Regions from separate parts of the Oryzias latipes genome. Here region 1 is linked to region 2. A link is a contact called in public Hi-C data. All regions are on one chromosome and are shown on one strand. Each heading gives the region's core, a stretch centred on a gene start, on an enhancer-like site or on the middle of the called end of the contact. The rest is flanking DNA. Distances are from core to core; before and after follow the strand shown.

The links. A called contact is a pair of places that touch in the nucleus more often than the background predicts.
Region 1: a Hi-C map of embryo shows a contact between it and region 2, with 1.9 times the contacts expected there. The contact joins the promoter of LOC101168128 here to the promoter of LOC101163578 in region 2. A contact is called at or near these places in 2 of 5 Hi-C or Micro-C datasets (embryo and fibroblasts).

What each region holds. Positions count from the first base shown.
Region 1 is chr8:21,761,492-21,765,401 of ASM223467v1, reverse strand. It overlaps LOC101168128 (ATP-dependent RNA helicase DDX39A), which reads right to left and starts at 2,575. Exons shown (of 10, transcript XM_020706801.2): 1 at 2,386-2,575; 2 at 1,184-1,423; 3 at 696-823. The coding sequence starts at 1,391.
Region 2 is chr8:21,568,772-21,572,574 of ASM223467v1, reverse strand. It overlaps LOC101163578 (cysteine protease ATG4D), which reads left to right and starts at 1,478. Exons shown (of 12, transcript XM_011478572.3): 1 at 1,478-1,694; 2 at 2,142-2,283; 3 at 3,519-3,752. The coding sequence starts at 3,575.

The sequences.
Region 1 (3,910 bases), core at 1,326-3,825, 190 kb before region 2:
CCATTTCGTTCAATCGGCAGACGGTGGGATCTTAGTACGACGGGGAGTAAACCGCAGTTAAACGCAACAAAAGAAGAAGAAAACATTTGAACATGCACAAAACAAATTTCAAAAGATATTTATTATTTTAAACTTTGCTGTCACTAATACGTAACAGACACAATCATAGGTATCGATCTGTTTTAGCGGAAGTGATATATGGCTCATTCATGCGTGGTGAGCAGATCGCGCAGTACGTCACGTAATGTTTCCAGAGCTCAAATACCTAGACTCTGACAAAGAAGTTGCACTGCGTCAACCAATCAAGAGCTCTCCTTTGGCTGACATGTCAGTGGGTGGAGTCCAAAACAAGCATGGAGGAGAATCAGATCAACCTCCTCCTGAACTTTATATTTTTCTTATTTCCTGCATTGACTTTATATGAGATATACAGATTACAGGGCATTTTCATGTAGCGACGAGCCTAAAACTTTTGACAATAGCTCCTCTGCATGGTGGAAGGCGTGACACATTCTTGACGAGCATGCGTGAAAACAAAGACGGCGAGTGGGAATTTGCAGTACGAAGCGCAATTGATGTTTAGCAGCATTACGGTGAATTCTTCTTTAAATATTCAACACTGGCTTGTTAAGTACAAGACATTCCTAACTGTGACTCAACGCGGGTTCTGCATCTTCTGAAAGAAACCAACATACCTGCCCATCGACGGGCTCAATCTGTTGCAGGGTGGCCAGTACGAACACAGCAGTCTTGCCCATACCGGACTTGGCCTGGCACAGAATGTCCATGCCCAGAATGGCCTGTGGAATGCACTCATGCTGGACTGAAGACAGGACAGGAAGAAGACATCACTGTCACTTCACAATAAAACACCAGCACCAACCTTTTTTTTTTGGGTGGTGGGGGCAGATTTACAAATGTTATCTTTTTATGTTATCTTTCATTTAAGTTTGCTCTTTTACAGCTTATATCAAAGCTTACAAACCATCAGCAGAGTCCAGTTATCACTTTAATACTGGGGCAAAGGATTCAAATAAAGATAAACTACAATTTTTTGTGTGTTCAAATAAAAGCCGATGGACAACTCTTTTTTAATACCAAGTAATGAAATAGAACAGAAACAGTGAAACGTTAATGAATTGCATTATGGGACCTTCCATCAGGTAGTCACATGCGGCCTTACCTTCAGATGGATGTTCAAAACCGCAGTCGATGATGGCACGGAGCAGCTCGGGCTTCAGGAGGAAATCTCTGAAGCCCGAGCTGTGGATGGAGACGTAGGAGCCTTTCACCTCCTTCTTTCCCGTGGGGGCTGCGCTCTCTGGGGCTCCCTGAGGCTCATCGTCATCTTCATAATCAAGCAGCTCGTTATCAACGTCATTCTCAGCCATTTTGTGTGAGGTTTTTTCTTTTTGTTTCTCTTCTGCAAAACAAACAAATTATTTTAGAGTTTTGTTGTTAAAGTCCGAGAGATTTGTGACTGACTTTAAGCCAGAAAAGAACATTGTTATTTAACACCAGTTGTCCTGCAGTCATTTAGGTACTAGCAGCACCTTTTTACACATAATTTAGTTTGAAAACAACCGTGTACGTCGTGTACCATTTATGCTTAACATTTATTAGGATTAATAAAAACAATTGAAGAGGCTGAAGGATAAAATAAACCCTCAAGAGAAGAAATTTCACTGGCAAATTTGTAATTAAAAATACAACAAGGAACACGGCAAATATTAACACACAATGGATTTAAACTGGGCATGAGAGTTTTTTTTTAAGTTATAAATGCAGCGTTTTGTTTTAATAGTTTTGGTTATCGAATAACCATGTTAGCTTAGTTAGTGATTTTTCTATAGTTTCCATGATCGACCTTCATTAGAGGCACCAAAGTACTCAAACATTTCAAATAAATTTAAATAATTAAATTCTGGCTTGGTGAGTCGCGCACAAACATAAACAAGTCAAGATATGGACCGAAATGGTCATTTTTTGGTCAAACCGAATACCGATTACCTGTTGTTAGCCATGATGCTAATTATACCCATTGTACTGCATCACCGATGCTAGCGTGGCGAAAGAGCACGCTCAAATCACGGCTATCACAAAACTATAGTAACTAGATTTATGGAATACATTGCTTTTATTGATAGAACTTTAAAGTCAGAGATAACCTTCGCCTTTTCATATAAAAATGGGTTAAAATGATGATCGTCGGTTCTATGAAATGCTAGGCTAAAGATAAATGCTAAAGCTAACAATGCATTTAAGCAAAAATTACTGCTTAAGTACATTTATATGGGTAACTAAAATTTGTAATTCACTCATAATCACATTAGTGATTTACAACAACAAAAGTTTATCCGTTTAAAAATAGTATTACACTTCTACCTTTGTGAATTTAGCTGCAGGTCCACCGGATCAGTACCGCATGGAGAGGCCTCAGTTGTTTTCCAGGATTAACCGGAAATGCTGCGTCGCATTCTCAAAAACCTTCCTGTGATTGGTGAATCTTTGTCACCTGATGAGAACAGCGATTGGCGATTGGCTAGAAATGTTGCCGCAGTTGCTTGTGACAGACAGAAGCGGGACTTGAGAGAATAGAACTGCCATGAAGTATGGAAACCCACGAGGGACAAGGAAAAAACAATTTATTGCGGAAAATTAAATGAATTTACGTTTTGGAATCTTATTTACTTACTTTAATAAGAAATACAATAAAACAAAATTTACGTGTATTAAAAACAAAACAAAATAGTAACTGTGAGAAGTTTCTTAGAAACACCAGTTGTCTTGCAGTTCTTTTAAAGTAAATTGAAAATAATGTCATTTAGGTACTAGCAGCACCTTTTTACATATAATTTTGTTTAAAAATAAATGTCTGCGTTGTGTTCCATTTACACTTAACAGATGTTTGGCTTTTTGCAGAAATTTAACTGAAGGGTAAAATAAACCCTCCTAAAGAACAATTTTTTAAGGTGGAAGTAAACATCTCACTGCATACAAATCACAACGTTTAGTTTAGGTATGTATTGAGGATAAATAATAATCATTTTCATGCAACCACAAGGGGGAATAATTTAAAATGTGCCAGTCCCAAGTCCGAGTTAACTTGGAGAAAAAAAACACTGGAATTTATTTTTTCTATGTTGTGGAGCACAAACACAACCTTCATGTTGATTCGGTTGTACAGGTAAATGACAACAGTTGCTTGGTTGACTTACAGAGTCAAACATACATACAGTTTCATGCAGAGAAAGAGAACCACAGATGAAACACTAGCTTTGAAGACGCTCCTGGAGAAGAACAGTGAGGACCTGCCACAGAAGCCCCTTACAGGCTAAACACACCTGATCCAGGTAATCAACAGCAGATAAGGCAGGACTTTAAAACCAGAGGGTCCTCGAGGCCTGGAGTTTGAAACCCCCTGATTTAGACAAAGTCCATGACAGAGAAAACTGATAGACGTTTTGGGTTGTGATAGTGATCGTTAACTAAAGAGGTTGATTTATTGCTTGAAAAGGAGTGGGAAGAAGCGAGACTGAGTTCATTTTTTGATAGTTTTACAGTTTTTGTAATCCAGTTCTGATCAGGTAGATTCTTTTCAAGTTACAACATCAAGTGCTTATTGATGATTGATTATCTTCAGAAAACATTCATTCATGATTTCAGTAAACAGTAACGGTAACCGACATGTAATATTCATTGATCATTATTAGAACACATGATCATATTAAACCAGTGATTGTTGCTATACATTACAGGCCAAGCAAAGAAAATCCATAGCTTATTAATTGTTATTCAAACCTTTCAGTAATCATTGTTGCACATTACAATGTAATACTCATTGGTTGTCATTAAAAGAGCTTTGATTATTTCACCACAATCAAATTCATACATGTATTTGGAATTATTA
Region 2 (3,803 bases), core at 229-2,728:
AAGTCTGAGACAGTTTGCTTGTGAATCTTTCTCGTAATTGTTGTTATAATGTCTATTTTACTTCCAGTTCAGATTTGCTTTATTTTGATGTTCATAAATTAAACATCAAACTAATATTTGGATATTAAACACTAATGTTTGTGTGTGATCTGACAACAATTGCACTTTATTTATAGTAGAAAAAAATGTTTACTGTGATTGATGTATTTATTTTTTTATTTTCTATTTATTGAACAATTTTAACTGAGTTTCATTGTGCTAGTCACACTGGTTTGCCATTGGAAAACAACTGCATAATAGCTGTGAAATCTGAGTTTTTTCTCCATATGTCAGGACTAATGTTTCTGTCCCATCCATCTGTGTTCAAAAAGTTTGACTTTTTCTTTTGTCTGACAGTAGTTTCCCTCTATGCCAGTACATATTTACAAAAAAATATTGTGCAGAACCAGAAAAAGCCTACAGGATATGAAATGTAATTAAAAATAAAACGATAATGTCTTGTGGGGAATCTTTTTTGTACCGGTTTTCATTTATTCTTGAATGCAATCATAATGGCTCAAATGGCAGTAAAAAATATTTCATTGTTTGATAATTAAGATAATAATCGTTCTTGAAAACATCAATAAGTTTCAATGTAGAAATTAAAAAACAGGTTCAATATAAGGTCTTTAAAGTGGACTAAAAAGAAATATGCCTTTTGTTTATTCTAATACTATGTTCTACTTAATTTCTCTGTTTTCCTATTAATATTATTTATCATAATAAGGTTTACAGTTGCAGTAGGAAAAAAAAATGTGCTAAATTTCTTTTTTGCCTTTTTTTGTCTTGAATTTGAGTTCTGAAAGCTTTTATTTTGATGTTTTAAAATTATTGTACTGATAAAGATAATAAAAAACTAAAATATCCCATCATTTGGAACAATGATAATTTTTATCAAGAGTTTGTAGTTCTTTTAGTTATAATACATTAGTTATAACATAGTTATAGTTATAACATAGTTATAACGTAACTAATGTTATAATGTATTATAACATTAGTTATAATACATTACTTTGATCTGTTTTGTTTTTCAAAGGAAGTTGCAGCTTTTATTCTGAAGGCGAACGTACGTTACTTCCGTTTTTCGGCTGAAGTTCTTTTTTTTAAACTTTATTGTACAAAACGTAAGTACAACACAAAATACAATTTTGCAAAGTAAACTTCAGATATGCCAGAGGAGCATAAATATAACATGCATTTTACATAAAAACATTCAGGTTTCTACAACGTTCATACAAACACCGCTTTCTGGTTAAGGCTTTTGGAGATGTTATTTTCTTTTTTTTTTTCATACTTTATTGACAAACAACATAATACAATAACAACGTGAATGTCTCAGGGGGAATTGAATTTTGGAGATGTTATTAGTTTAATCTATAAACACACGGGATAGAAGTTCGTGACGTCGTCCAGTTAAGGAAGCAATACCAAGTGACCAGTATAAACAGGAAGTGACGACACCGTCACTACTTCAGTCTGCTATCGGATAAATGTGTGGGCATTGACTGTAAAAACAACCTCCTGTGTTGGTGTCGTACTGAGCTGACTCCAGTAAAAACGCACAAGCTTGCTCTGGTAAATTAACCAATTATTCACTAATAAATTACCGACTGGGTTGTCTGCACGGAAAGGAAGAAATCACGATGCGACATGAGGTACGTGTTTTTTCTCTTCACTCACGGTAAATTTCTTGCCGTGTCAACTTTGCTTTACTGTGTCCTGTCAGCGGAGTCATCAACCGAAGTCAGCATAAATAAAAGGAATATTCGGTTAAACCTATAAATGATTTATATTAAAAAGCTCAATGTTAGTTTGTTTTATGCTTATGTTGCTGTTAAATTCAGTCCAAATCATGTTCCCTGCTGTTTTTTCTTCCTTTTTTTCCCTGTTTGTAGCTTTAAACCCCAAACTTAGGGGTTGTAACATTGCAAATAGAGTTTAACTTTAGTCATTTGCAACTAAATGTCAGTGTCAGTGTGGGTTTAAATTTTTAGCAGTTAATTTGGTAAAAAAAAAAAAAAAATTAAAATAGAGACAATTGTAGGCAGGAGGAAAAACAAAATTTTTTTTCCTGTTTGATCTGTTTGCATTTGTCATTTCAGCTGAGGAAGAATACGATGCAAGAAGAGTCAGCTGTCTGACATGTTCGACCTTTGAGCGATCCTGCAAAACTGCATGAGAAAGCAGGATTCTTCAGTGATCAATACATCCATGCGTCCTTGTGATGCCACTGAAAGAACCGAGGCAGGTAAATGTGTTGCAACATTATTATGGGAGGAACAAATTCACATTTTCACAGCACGTTTTTGCTGTTTCCTCCAAAAAGAAAAAAAGTGTGACACAAGATAAAATGGTAGACTAGCCATGGCAGTTTTCTGAAAACATTATTATACCTGTGTTTTATCAAAAACAGCTACAAATATTTGTCACATTGTTTTATATTTCTGAGAATGTATTAACTCAACTATACCACCAAAAAATAATCCTTTAAAAGCGTCACTAGGAATGCCACATTCTTTTAGTATTAATAACTTGTTGATTTTGTACATTGTTAAATTGGTTTAAACAATATGTGTTTTTGTTTAAAGTATGTAATCAAATCTGTACAAACTGGTAACAAATTCAGAGCATCACTATTAATGTTTTTAGAATAACCCCCCAGCTCTAATTCTTGGTTTTTGTCTTTTATTTGACCTTTATTTCAGCAGGAAGTCCCATTTAGATAAGATCTCCTGCTGTGTGTTGGAAATGTTGGAATCTTCCAGTTTGATCCATTTTGTTAAATATTCTAATGTTTTTATCTTTACTGGGCTGGCCTTCGTGCTGGTGCTTTTTTACTGGAGCTGTGGTGTTGACCTGAGAGTATAACTCTTGATTTAACCGTTTTATTATTGTTATACTGTTCATTAATGATACATTATTTGTAATTTATGGTTTTAATCGTATGTTTTTTATTGGGATGGTGGCTTTCGGTCCAGGCCCCCCCTTAAAATATAATTTTTTCTCTTAACGGGACTTCCTGGTGAAATCAAGGTAAAAATTTAGAAATCAAATCAACCAAAACCAACAAATTTCTCTTCCCCTTTTTCTGTATCATTGGCACAACAAGTTATATTTAAATGCACTGTTTGACTTGAATGGAGTACACGAGTATTTCTGCTGTTCATTCAAGTTAAAAACTGCATTTAAATCTTTTGAAGTATTCTTACATTTTCGGAGAATTCTCAGAGTTGTCATTTTAGTTGCTGCTGGATGAAAACCACTAAAATGACATCTCTGAGATTCCTCTGGTCACAGGGCACAGTCACATGTTTGGTTTTGTGAACTTTCTGTTGCCGAGAAGGATTGGCTTTGATTCGCTCTGCACGAGCTCAAGCGTTTCCACAGGTGAAAGCTGCTTGAAGCTGCTTCACAGGGTAAGATTTGCTGTGCTTGGCTGCTCAAGTCACATGTTTTACCTCCTTGCTCTCTTTTTTTAGGCTGCTGTGAAAAAGGAAGGAGCTTTCTTGCTGAATTCTAGTCATCTCTCGTAAATATGAATCCCAGCATGCTTTGCGATGACCTGCCAGCTGCTGATGATCCCATGGATGACTGGCTCTTCCTGTCGCATAAGTCTGTGGAGTTTCTGAGCGATACAACATCTCTGCAGGAGACGGGGGACAAAGGGAAACTTAAATCCAAGCTGGTTTCTGTCTGGAACAGTGTCAAATATGGTCAGTTTTATTATCATGACTCCAAAACTCACCGAGCATGTCTGCATTACA